Regions from separate parts of the Mus musculus genome. Here regions 2 and 3 are each linked to region 1. A link is a contact called in public HiChIP or PLAC-seq and promoter capture Hi-C data. All regions are on one chromosome and are shown on one strand. The core of a region is the stretch at or near the end of the contact, and the rest is flanking DNA. Distances in the headings are between cores, read along the strand shown.

The links. Promoter capture Hi-C pulls out the DNA fragments that hold promoters and counts their contacts. HiChIP or PLAC-seq counts read pairs in DNA pulled down with a chosen protein or histone mark.
Region 2: a promoter capture Hi-C map of liver shows a contact between it and region 1, with 2.5 times the contacts expected there. The contact joins the promoter of Dhx58 here to the promoter of Cntd1 in region 1. A contact is called at or near these places in 4 of 39 promoter capture datasets (the 3T3-L1 cell line, fetal liver and liver), 1 of 115 datasets of contacts at active chromatin or transcription factors (pancreatic cancer cells) and 1 of 9 other capture datasets (liver).
Region 3: a contact with region 1 is called in an H3K4me3 HiChIP or PLAC-seq map of bone marrow-derived macrophages, with 6 times the contacts expected there. The contact joins the promoter of Hrob here to the promoter of Cntd1 in region 1. A contact is called at or near these places in 2 of 115 datasets of contacts at active chromatin or transcription factors (bone marrow-derived macrophages and pancreatic cancer cells).

What each region holds. Positions count from the first base shown.
Region 1 is chr11:101,277,719-101,280,590 of GRCm38.p6, reverse strand. Cntd1 (cyclin N-terminal domain containing 1) reads right to left here and starts at 1,388. Exons shown (of 7, transcript NM_026562.2): 1 at 1,111-1,388. The coding sequence starts at 1,285. It overlaps Coa3 (cytochrome C oxidase assembly factor 3), which reads left to right and starts at 1,643. Exons shown (of 2, transcript NM_026618.2): 1 at 1,643-1,877; 2 at 2,139-2,621. The coding sequence starts at 1,664. The coding sequence ends at 2,251.
Region 2 is chr11:100,702,705-100,705,601 of GRCm38.p6, reverse strand. Dhx58 (DEXH (Asp-Glu-X-His) box polypeptide 58) reads left to right here and starts at 1,331. Exons shown (of 13, transcript NM_030150.2): 1 at 1,331-1,431; 2 at 1,533-1,701; 3 at 1,907-2,108; 4 at 2,333-2,523. The coding sequence starts at 1,534. Kat2a (K(lysine) acetyltransferase 2A) reads left to right here. Exons shown (of 18, transcript NM_001038010.2): 17 at 1-26; 18 at 171-856. The coding sequence ends at 364.
Region 3 is chr11:102,247,350-102,250,231 of GRCm38.p6, reverse strand. Hrob (homologous recombination factor with OB-fold) reads right to left here and starts at 1,350. Exons shown (of 10, transcript NM_153544.3): 1 at 1,140-1,350. The coding sequence starts at 1,142.

The DNA.
Region 1 (2,872 bases), core at 139-2,638:
CACATACAAAATCATTTTTACCAGGGGGAAAATGACAGCCACATTGGCCCCCTCATTTACATTTCAGTGGCTTCGCTCAGCAGAGATGGCTTAGCAGTTAAGAGCACTGGCAGGTCTTCCAGAAAACCTGGGTTCAATTCCCAGCACCCACATCAGGTGGCTCACAACTGCCTATAATTCTCAATTCTTCTTTTTTCCTGCTAAAACAAGTATAAAGTTCTCTCCCCTGACAGACATTCAGACCTCTGCTTGGAATGTCTCCAAACTACTTTCCTGGCCTTACTCTCTATTGCTTCTCCATATGCTCTGGTCAACCTGGACAACTAAACCCTCCGCTCCCAGCCTCCCTCTTGTTTTCCCAAGTTTTATTCATGGTATCATTCAATCCCTGGACCTCATCTTACCACTCCTTTAAATTCTCATAGTAGCTTGTATTCTCTGTGTCAATCACTCTAACCGTTATTTGTATCCACTTGCTCATATGTTAACAATTCCCACCTAAAGACTACATAGTTTGAGAGCAATGGCTAGATTGCAGTTCCCTCTTTCTATACCAGGCAATGTAAATGATAAGCACTCTAAACACGTTTATGGAAAGAAGAGTAAAGGGGGCTGGTGGTGGAGAGATGGCTCAAGCAGTTAGAAGCACTGGCTACCCTTCTAGAGGACCAGGGTTCAATTCCCAGCACCCATATGGCAGCTCACAGCTGTCTATAACCTCAGTTTCAGGTGATTGGATACCCTCATACAGACATACATTAATTTTAAAAGGGGGGGGACTCCCCATGATGCCGTGTGCTTTTAATCCCAGCATCTGGGAGTCAGAACATCTGTCAATTCCAGGCCAGCCTAAGCTACAGAGAGTGTTCCAGGTCATGACTCCACAGTGAGACTTTGTCTTTAAAAATAAAAATAAAAAAAGGCACGTGGGGAGTGGTGCAGGGAAGTGGGGGTTAAGAAATAAAAAAAAGAGTGCTAGTAAGCCTCGTTCATCGCTTATAAGCCCCACGACCTCGCACAACAAGAGTACTAGCAAAATATTTGAGTGAAAAACAAAGATCAACGCTCCCCTGCCTCCCGTAAACCTGACTCCCCACTCTGCATCCACACCCACGATCCGGGTCTCCCTGAAGCTGCCCGTCCGTCCCGCAGCCTCCTTCACGGCTTGCTCGTTCTGCTGGGCCAAGTGAAGCAGGGCGTTTTCGATAGTCTCTGTGGTAACCACTCCGAACTGAAAGTCACTACAGTTCACCAGCCTGGGCCTCAAGGGTCCTTCCATATTCATAAGTCTTTCGGAGTACTTGGACAGTTTACGGGATCCATAAACTGGCCTCCTTAGCTTATTTCCAGAATCTTCTGCCACACCTTGGATTCTTCCTTCCCTTTCTATATGTTTGCCCTCGCTTCGAATCTGAGAAAAAACATAATGTCCACCACGGCTTCGAACGGTCAACAGCTTTTCGCGCCCCAACTGACACAGAGAGCTCAGCCAATCAGAAAGCAGGGCGCTTTTCACCTTTCCTGTCCCTCCTCTAGGGCGGAGAGACCCTGCCTCTACCCAGAAAACTCCACGTGGACTACAGCTCCCAGAGTTCCTTGCTGAAGTCAAAGACTACAATTCCTGGCGAGTTCCGGGCTTGACGGCTTAGGGCGGAGCAGCAACATGGCGGCCCCTGGAGCTGGTGACCCTCTGAATGCTAAGAATGGAAATGCTCCATTCGCTCAGCGCATCGACCCGTCGCGGGAGAAATTGACCCCAGCGCAGTTGCAGTTTATGCGGCAGGTGCAACTTGCCCAGTGGCAGAAAACACTGCCACAGCGGCGGACCCGGAACATCATGACCGGCCTGGGCATCGGGGCCCTGGTGTTAGCTATTTGTATCCGTCCTGGCTATACCGCATATGGGGTTAGGGAAAAGGGAACAAGACGTGTAGCTTTTAATGTGCGGGCAAATGAGGTTCATGCCTAATCTTACTATATATACGCAGCGCGTATTGGCTTAGTAATAACAATTGGTTAAGGGTTCAAAAGGAGCAAAAGGGTGGCAATCCAAAATCATTAATTTGGGAAAACAGCAAGGGTGGCTAGACGAAAGGAATGCCCATGTGCTTTGTGGTTTCCTGAACCCACTCCGTCAGATGGTTACACCTTCTACTCGGTGGCCCAAGAGCGTTTCCTTGATGAGCTGGAAGATGAAGCCAAAGCTGCCCGAGCCCGTGCTCTTGAGAGAGAGCGAGCTTCGGGACCCTAACTGTATGGACCATCTTCAAACTGCTGGATCCCCTGTATATGTTGAATGATGCCTGGTGGTCTTACAGCATCACTGGCACACTAACGTCGGACTGTGTGATTGAGCCCAAGAAGCCAGAGACTATGCATTTGGCCGCTGCCAAGGGGGGGATTGCTCACTTCACGTGCAGTTTGTCCAGTTACTCAGCCCTTTTTATTTCCTTGTTTGAGAGGTATGCAACCTTGCCTTTACCCAAACTTTGTGGTTTACCCCTTCACCTCCCAGGGGCCCCGACTCTTAAGGGGGAGGGTGTGGCTTAACTGCAGCGTTGGAACCTTAAAGTGGGAAAGATAGGGTCAAGTTAAAGTAATAAAATGAGTCATGTCTCCCGAAGCCAAGCTAGTGTGTGGGGGCAGAGAGACATATGGCACTTCACGCTGGAAAGCTCCCTGGCACTAGCTGCAGCGGTGGCATTGCCCCAGGGAGCTGTAAATGTTTAACTAGAATTACTTTTTCCGTGAGATCTTTCCACCTGATTTAAGGGAGAGATTACTGGACTGTTTGAGACTGACCCAGGTCTTAGGGGGTAGAAGAAGGTCACTCTTCTGTTCTCTGCCTTCAAGAACAGACTCTTAATGGCAC
Region 2 (2,897 bases), core at 82-2,581, 570 kb after region 1:
CTACGAGGTTATCCGTTTCCCCATTGGTGAGGACCCTTGTACTCACTCCCCAGCCTAAGCCCCCAGTCTTGACAGGGTAGCCTGACTCCTGTCTGCATGTACCATGGTGGGCAGCCCCAGTTACAGCCCTTCACCTCTTAAAGTCATGTGCCTTCTCTCTCGTGACCCAGACCTGAAGACCATGACAGAACGGTTGCGCAGTCGCTACTATGTGACCCGGAAGCTCTTCGTAGCTGACCTGCAGCGGGTCATCGCCAACTGCCGGGAGTACAATCCCCCAGACAGCGAATACTGTCGCTGCGCCAGTGCCCTGGAGAAGTTCTTCTACTTCAAGCTCAAAGAGGGAGGGCTCATCGACAAGTAGCCCCCAGCTGGGATCCGCAACATCCACCTCCATCTCCTCAGATCCGTTTGGGGGCTCCCGGCCCCCTCTCCCGGACTCAGCTGGAGAAACTCCAGCCAGGGACCCCAGATCTTACAGACTTTCTGGCCAGCAGGCACTCACTCCCAAGCCAGCAGCTCTCTTTCCACCTTCCTTGCATCCCACCTTGGGGAGACGTCTGGTCTGGGGCCAGCCCGTTGTAGAATGTCTGGTGGCCAGGGCATGAACTGTTGGTCCTTATAGAGCCATGCAGGCTGAGCATCCTGAGCCTGGTCCCCATGCCTGTTTCCCAGGGCCAGGACTATTCAGTGAGTAGCCTTCACATGGAAACAGCCCAGACTGGAGGAACCATGAGGGGCCTTGGCTTATCCTACACTGTTGTCTATCTGTCCCTCCAGGATTGGGGGCAGGAGGACCATTCATTCCTTGGCATTAATCCCTCGGAGGGAACAATAAAGCTTTTTTTTTCCCCTGTGTGATTGTTTTTTGGGGGGGGGGTCCGGCTTTAGACTTAGCAGGCTGACCTTTGCTTCTCGAGTCCTGACTCTTCTAACCTGAAAGCCTAACTTCAGGCTACACTGGTGCCACTGACCCCTGCAATATATAGTGGGGTGATGGACCTGGCTGACTGCCGTCCCTCACCTCCTCTGCTTCAATAACTTCCAGCCTGTCTCCCCTGCAAAGGGAGAGCAAGAGCTTGTCCTTAATGCCTGCCTATTTCCTGACTCCTGGTCCAGGAAACAGGCAGCCAAGGTCAGCCCCTCCAGGCCTTAAGCTCAGCCCAGATGGACAGGGTTACTGCCAACTGAAAACAGATGAGGAAATAGGGAACCCAGGAGCAGTGACTGTCAGCATCTCCCTTGCCAGTCTTCAATTTTTTTTTTTTTTTTTTTTTTTTTTTGATGGCTGGGTTGGGCTCCAGCTCTGGCTGGCTCCTCCCCTTGTTTCAGTTTCATTTCTAGAGCTCCAGAAACCTCCGCAGAGACCAGCCTAGTCTGCTGCTATTCATTTCCAAACCCCATCCTAATCCTGGCCAGTGCAGGCTCCAGGTAGTTATCTACGAGTTCTTGGCTAAGAACAGCCTCTGAAGCTTACTGGGCTGGCTGGGAGGAAGGGGACAGTACGTGTTCTGATCTCTCTGCCATTCCAGAATGGAGCTGCGACCCTACCAGTGGGAAGTGATCTTACCTGCTCTGGAGGGCAAGAATATCATTATATGGCTGCCCACGGGTGCTGGGAAGACCCGGGCAGCTGCCTTTGTAGCCAAGAGGCATCTAGAGACGGTAGACAGAGGCAAGGTGGTGGTACTGGTCAATAGGGTGAGTGGTCTGCCCTTCCCAAAGTGGGGTCTCTTAGCTCATCTCTTCTAGACGACCGCTCTGCCAGGTCTCCTCTCCTTGGTTCAGGAGATGGCTGGGTCCTGACATCTTGCTCCTCCCACCTTCCCCCACCCCAACTCCCAACAACTGCCATTTTCCACCCCCCACCCCAATCCAAGTTCTCTTCATTACTCTTCACTCCTAGGTACACCTGGTGAGCCAGCACGCCGAGGAGTTCAGGCGCATGCTGGATAAACACTGGACTGTAACAACCCTGAGTGGGGACATGGGATCCCGAGCTGGCTTTGGCCTGATGGCTCGGAGCCACGACCTGCTCATCTGTACGGCAGAGTTGTTACAGTTGGCACTCAACAGCTCTGAGGAGGATGAACACGTAGAGCTCAGAGGTGAGGGGGAAAGCCGTGACCTGCTCACAGGACGTGCTCCTGGGCAAGCAAGCCTCCTTCCTCTAGCCCAGCCTCGCTTTCATTCCTACCTGCTCCCTGTCTGGGACCCAGCCCAAAGTAGGGAAGGGAAGAGGAAAACTTCAGAGAAAAATGAGGGCTTCACAAAAGTGCTATGAGAAAGAAGCAGCAGCAGCAGCCGTCCACTGTCTCTCATGTGCCCCCAGAATTCTCGCTGATTGTGGTGGACGAGTGTCACCACACCCACAAGGACACCGTCTACAACACCATCTTGAGCCGGTACCTAGAACAGAAGCTGAAGAAGGCAGAGCCCCTCCCCCAGGTCCTGGGTCTCACAGCCTCCCCAGGCACTGGAGGGGCCACCAAGCTCCAAGGGGCCATTGATCACATCCTACAGGTCAGCTGAGCCCCTCCCACCATAGATCTTTGCTTGTCTTGCCTCCCAGTCCTACCAAATATACTCTTCATACTATGGCTATGCTCGTCTCTTCCGCTACCTTGAGCATATGAGGCTTGTGGGACCCTTTGAACTTACTATTCCTTTTGCCTGGAAATGCCCTTGCTTTTGAACCTCCATCAGATTCGTTTTCACCATTCAGTGAACAGCCCTGTCATTGTCACAGTCTCCCCTGGCCATCCCCACTACTCTGTCATAGAACTAATTTTAATTATTTTCGGAGTTCGTTCGTGCTATAAACTGGAAGCTGTTTGACCTGGGAACTATGAAAATGGGAACTGCTTTTTCTTTCGTTCTTTATCATGCGTACGGCG
Region 3 (2,882 bases), core at 101-2,600, 970 kb before region 1:
CACAGTTTATCTGAACTACTCCTAGAAAGGGGAGATAGTAAAAGAGAGGCGACTGCTAAGGGAGACAAAGGCAGGGTCAGCATAAGGGTCTCAAGTAGCCCAAGTTGGCCTCAAGTCATTATTATGTTGATAAAGGTAATTTTCAAATCTTATATAAAAAAAATGATTGATTTAGTGGGGGTGGGGTACACTACTGCATGGGTGTGAAGGTGAAAAGAACTTGAGGGAGTCGGCTTCTTCCACCCTATGGGTCCTAGGGATGTAACTGAGGCATCAGAGACAACCACCTTTTACCTGCTCAGCCACTTCCCCAGCCCCTGACCTTGAACTCCTGACCCTTTCCTTTCCCAAAGGATGGGATTACTTGCCTACACCACCTCTGGAAACAGGCCTGAGTATTCTGCAACAGAATCTCAAAGGTTGGTCCAACACAAGAAAGGACCCTGCCTGAAACCCTTGTTTCTGAGGATCAAGCCAGTGATTTCTTTCTACAGAGGACCAAAGCCAAAGGCAAAGTTGCCAAGAGTGTGGACTGCCCCAGTCTACGGTTCTTCTTCCTGGACAGCAGACTCAGACGAGTGTCACACCCACAGCCTGGGTTTTTGGTGGGGGATTGAGGGCGTGTGGCATGGTAGCTGCTGCCTTTAATTCCCAGAACGCCTAAGGCAGAACTTTGAGTTCGAGGCCAGCCTAATCTACATACTGAGTTACAGGATAGCCAGGGGCAGAAAGCCTGTTTCAAGGACCCACCCTCCTCCCAAAAAAATAAAAACAGAGGAGGAGGCGGAGGAGGAGAGGAAGGGAAGGAGGGAGAGGAGAGTTGAATGTTAGTCACCCCAAGATCACGAGGTTGGGGGCAAAGATTCCAAAAGCCAGTGACGTTTGGGCTCGCAGGGATTGATGACTATTTTTCTGTCTGTCTGTAGGTCTGTATGTCCGGGGGAGGTACCTTTCACAAGGTCTCCTGCGCGTTGCGCGCCCTTCCTACCTAGCCCCCAGGTCTGCAGACTACACTCAGTCTCTACCAGGCAGATCCCGTCCTAGCAGACTAGCGAGCCCGGAGCCCAACCCGGAGTCCGGCTTCCCCGGGGCTGGAACGCCTCCTCCCCAGAGCCCGGGCGGCTTAGACGCGGCATTACCATAACGACAGGCCGTGGGCTCGGGCCGGCGGGTCGGCCCGGCCGTGTCAGACTCAAGGGTTCACCTCCAACTCGACCCAGACGTAGAGTAGGGAACTATGTCCGGTCGCATTCCCAGAGCAAGGTCCAAGAGAAGCGTCTTTAAGACCGCAGCGGAAACTGAGAGAGGGGCGCCTAAGAACGTGCACCCAGAGCGGCTTTCAAAGCCGCCGCCAAAACAATAGCTCCGCCCCCTTAAAGGGAAGGCACCAATTTTTATCCTGCCGACACAAAGTCCTTCTTCCTCGGGCCTTCCGCCGCAGCCTTAAAGGGAAAATCAAAGGTCTCTCGGTCGCCCCCAAGCGGTCCCTCTAGTCCAGCCGGCTGCCACGTTCTGGTTGAAAGGGAGCTTGGAGAAATCTTATACACTTTATTCTCCCTTCTTTTTTTTTTTTTTTTTTTTTTTTTTTTGTTGAGCACACTGGTGATTTGAGAGTGACTTCATCCTCACCAGAACGCAGCCGATCGTGTAGCCCAGGCTGCCCTCTAACTCACTTTGTAGCCGAAAATAACCTTAACTCCATATTGTTCTTCCTCTACCTCCCAAACGCTGGGGTGGCTGGTTTTATGTGGTGCTAGGGATGGAACCGGGGAGGGCGGCGGGGGGGGGGGGGGGGTTCACACTTTGTAGGCCAAGCTGATTGGTAGAGACAGGAAAAGGTAGAGAGCCTCATGCGCCATCATCCTCTGGTGAATGAGGAGGGATTGAACGATTTTGGGCCTTGCACGTGCTAAGCAAATGTTCAACACTAAGCTAATAATACGCCCAGCCCTAAAGAGTTTCTACGACAGAAAAATGTGTGCCTTCTTTGCATGTTAGAAAAATAGGCCTGAAAGCTGGGAGTGCATTCCAATGGTCAACATTGTACTAAGCGTCTTCAAGACTCTGGTCCCAGCTACCATACATACATACACTGCAGAAAAAACGAACAAACAAAAACATAAACAAAATTACTTTGGAGGCCATGCAGGGACTGGAAGGTAAGGCCTGGCTCAAGCATATAAGGCAAGTAAGACTGAATGAAGAGATCCGGGAAAGACAGGGTGTGTCTTTTCCTCAGAGCACAGTAGCCGTCTGAGCCATAGAAATATGACTAAATTGGTGGATTCTTCCTCAGAACAAGGCACATGTGTACAAACACATGATGCTTTGCACATAATTATAGGGGGGTTGTCTTCCTGAAGCCTCTAGTCAAGAACTCAGTCCCAGACAGGTGGTGGTGGCCCACGCCTTTAATCCCAGCACAGAAGGAGGCGGATTTCTGAGTTCAAGGCCAGCCTGGTCTACAGAGTTAGTTCCAGGAGAGCCAGGGGTACACAGAGAAACCCTGTCAAAAAAAAAAAAAAAAAAACCAAAAAAAAAACAAAAAACAAAACAAAAAAAAAACCCTCAGTCCCCTGGAATTCTAGGAAGCAAAATGGTATAGCAGTTAAACTGTAGATGCTGAAGTCTCGATAGCTGGGTCATAGGCTCTCAACTCTACCTCCTCTTTGCTATGTGAGCATGTGAGCTTGGTCAGGGTCATACCTGGAATCACATAGTACTCCAGGACTCTTGGCTGTTATCATTCCAGGTTAAACAAAATTAACAGTGCTGGGACCCTCCCCCTATACTGAGCTTGTCATCCTGCTCTGTCTGAGTCCTCTGATCTGCTTCCAGCCTACATCCCAGAACCCAGGTTTTCCATTTCTGAACTTATTCCT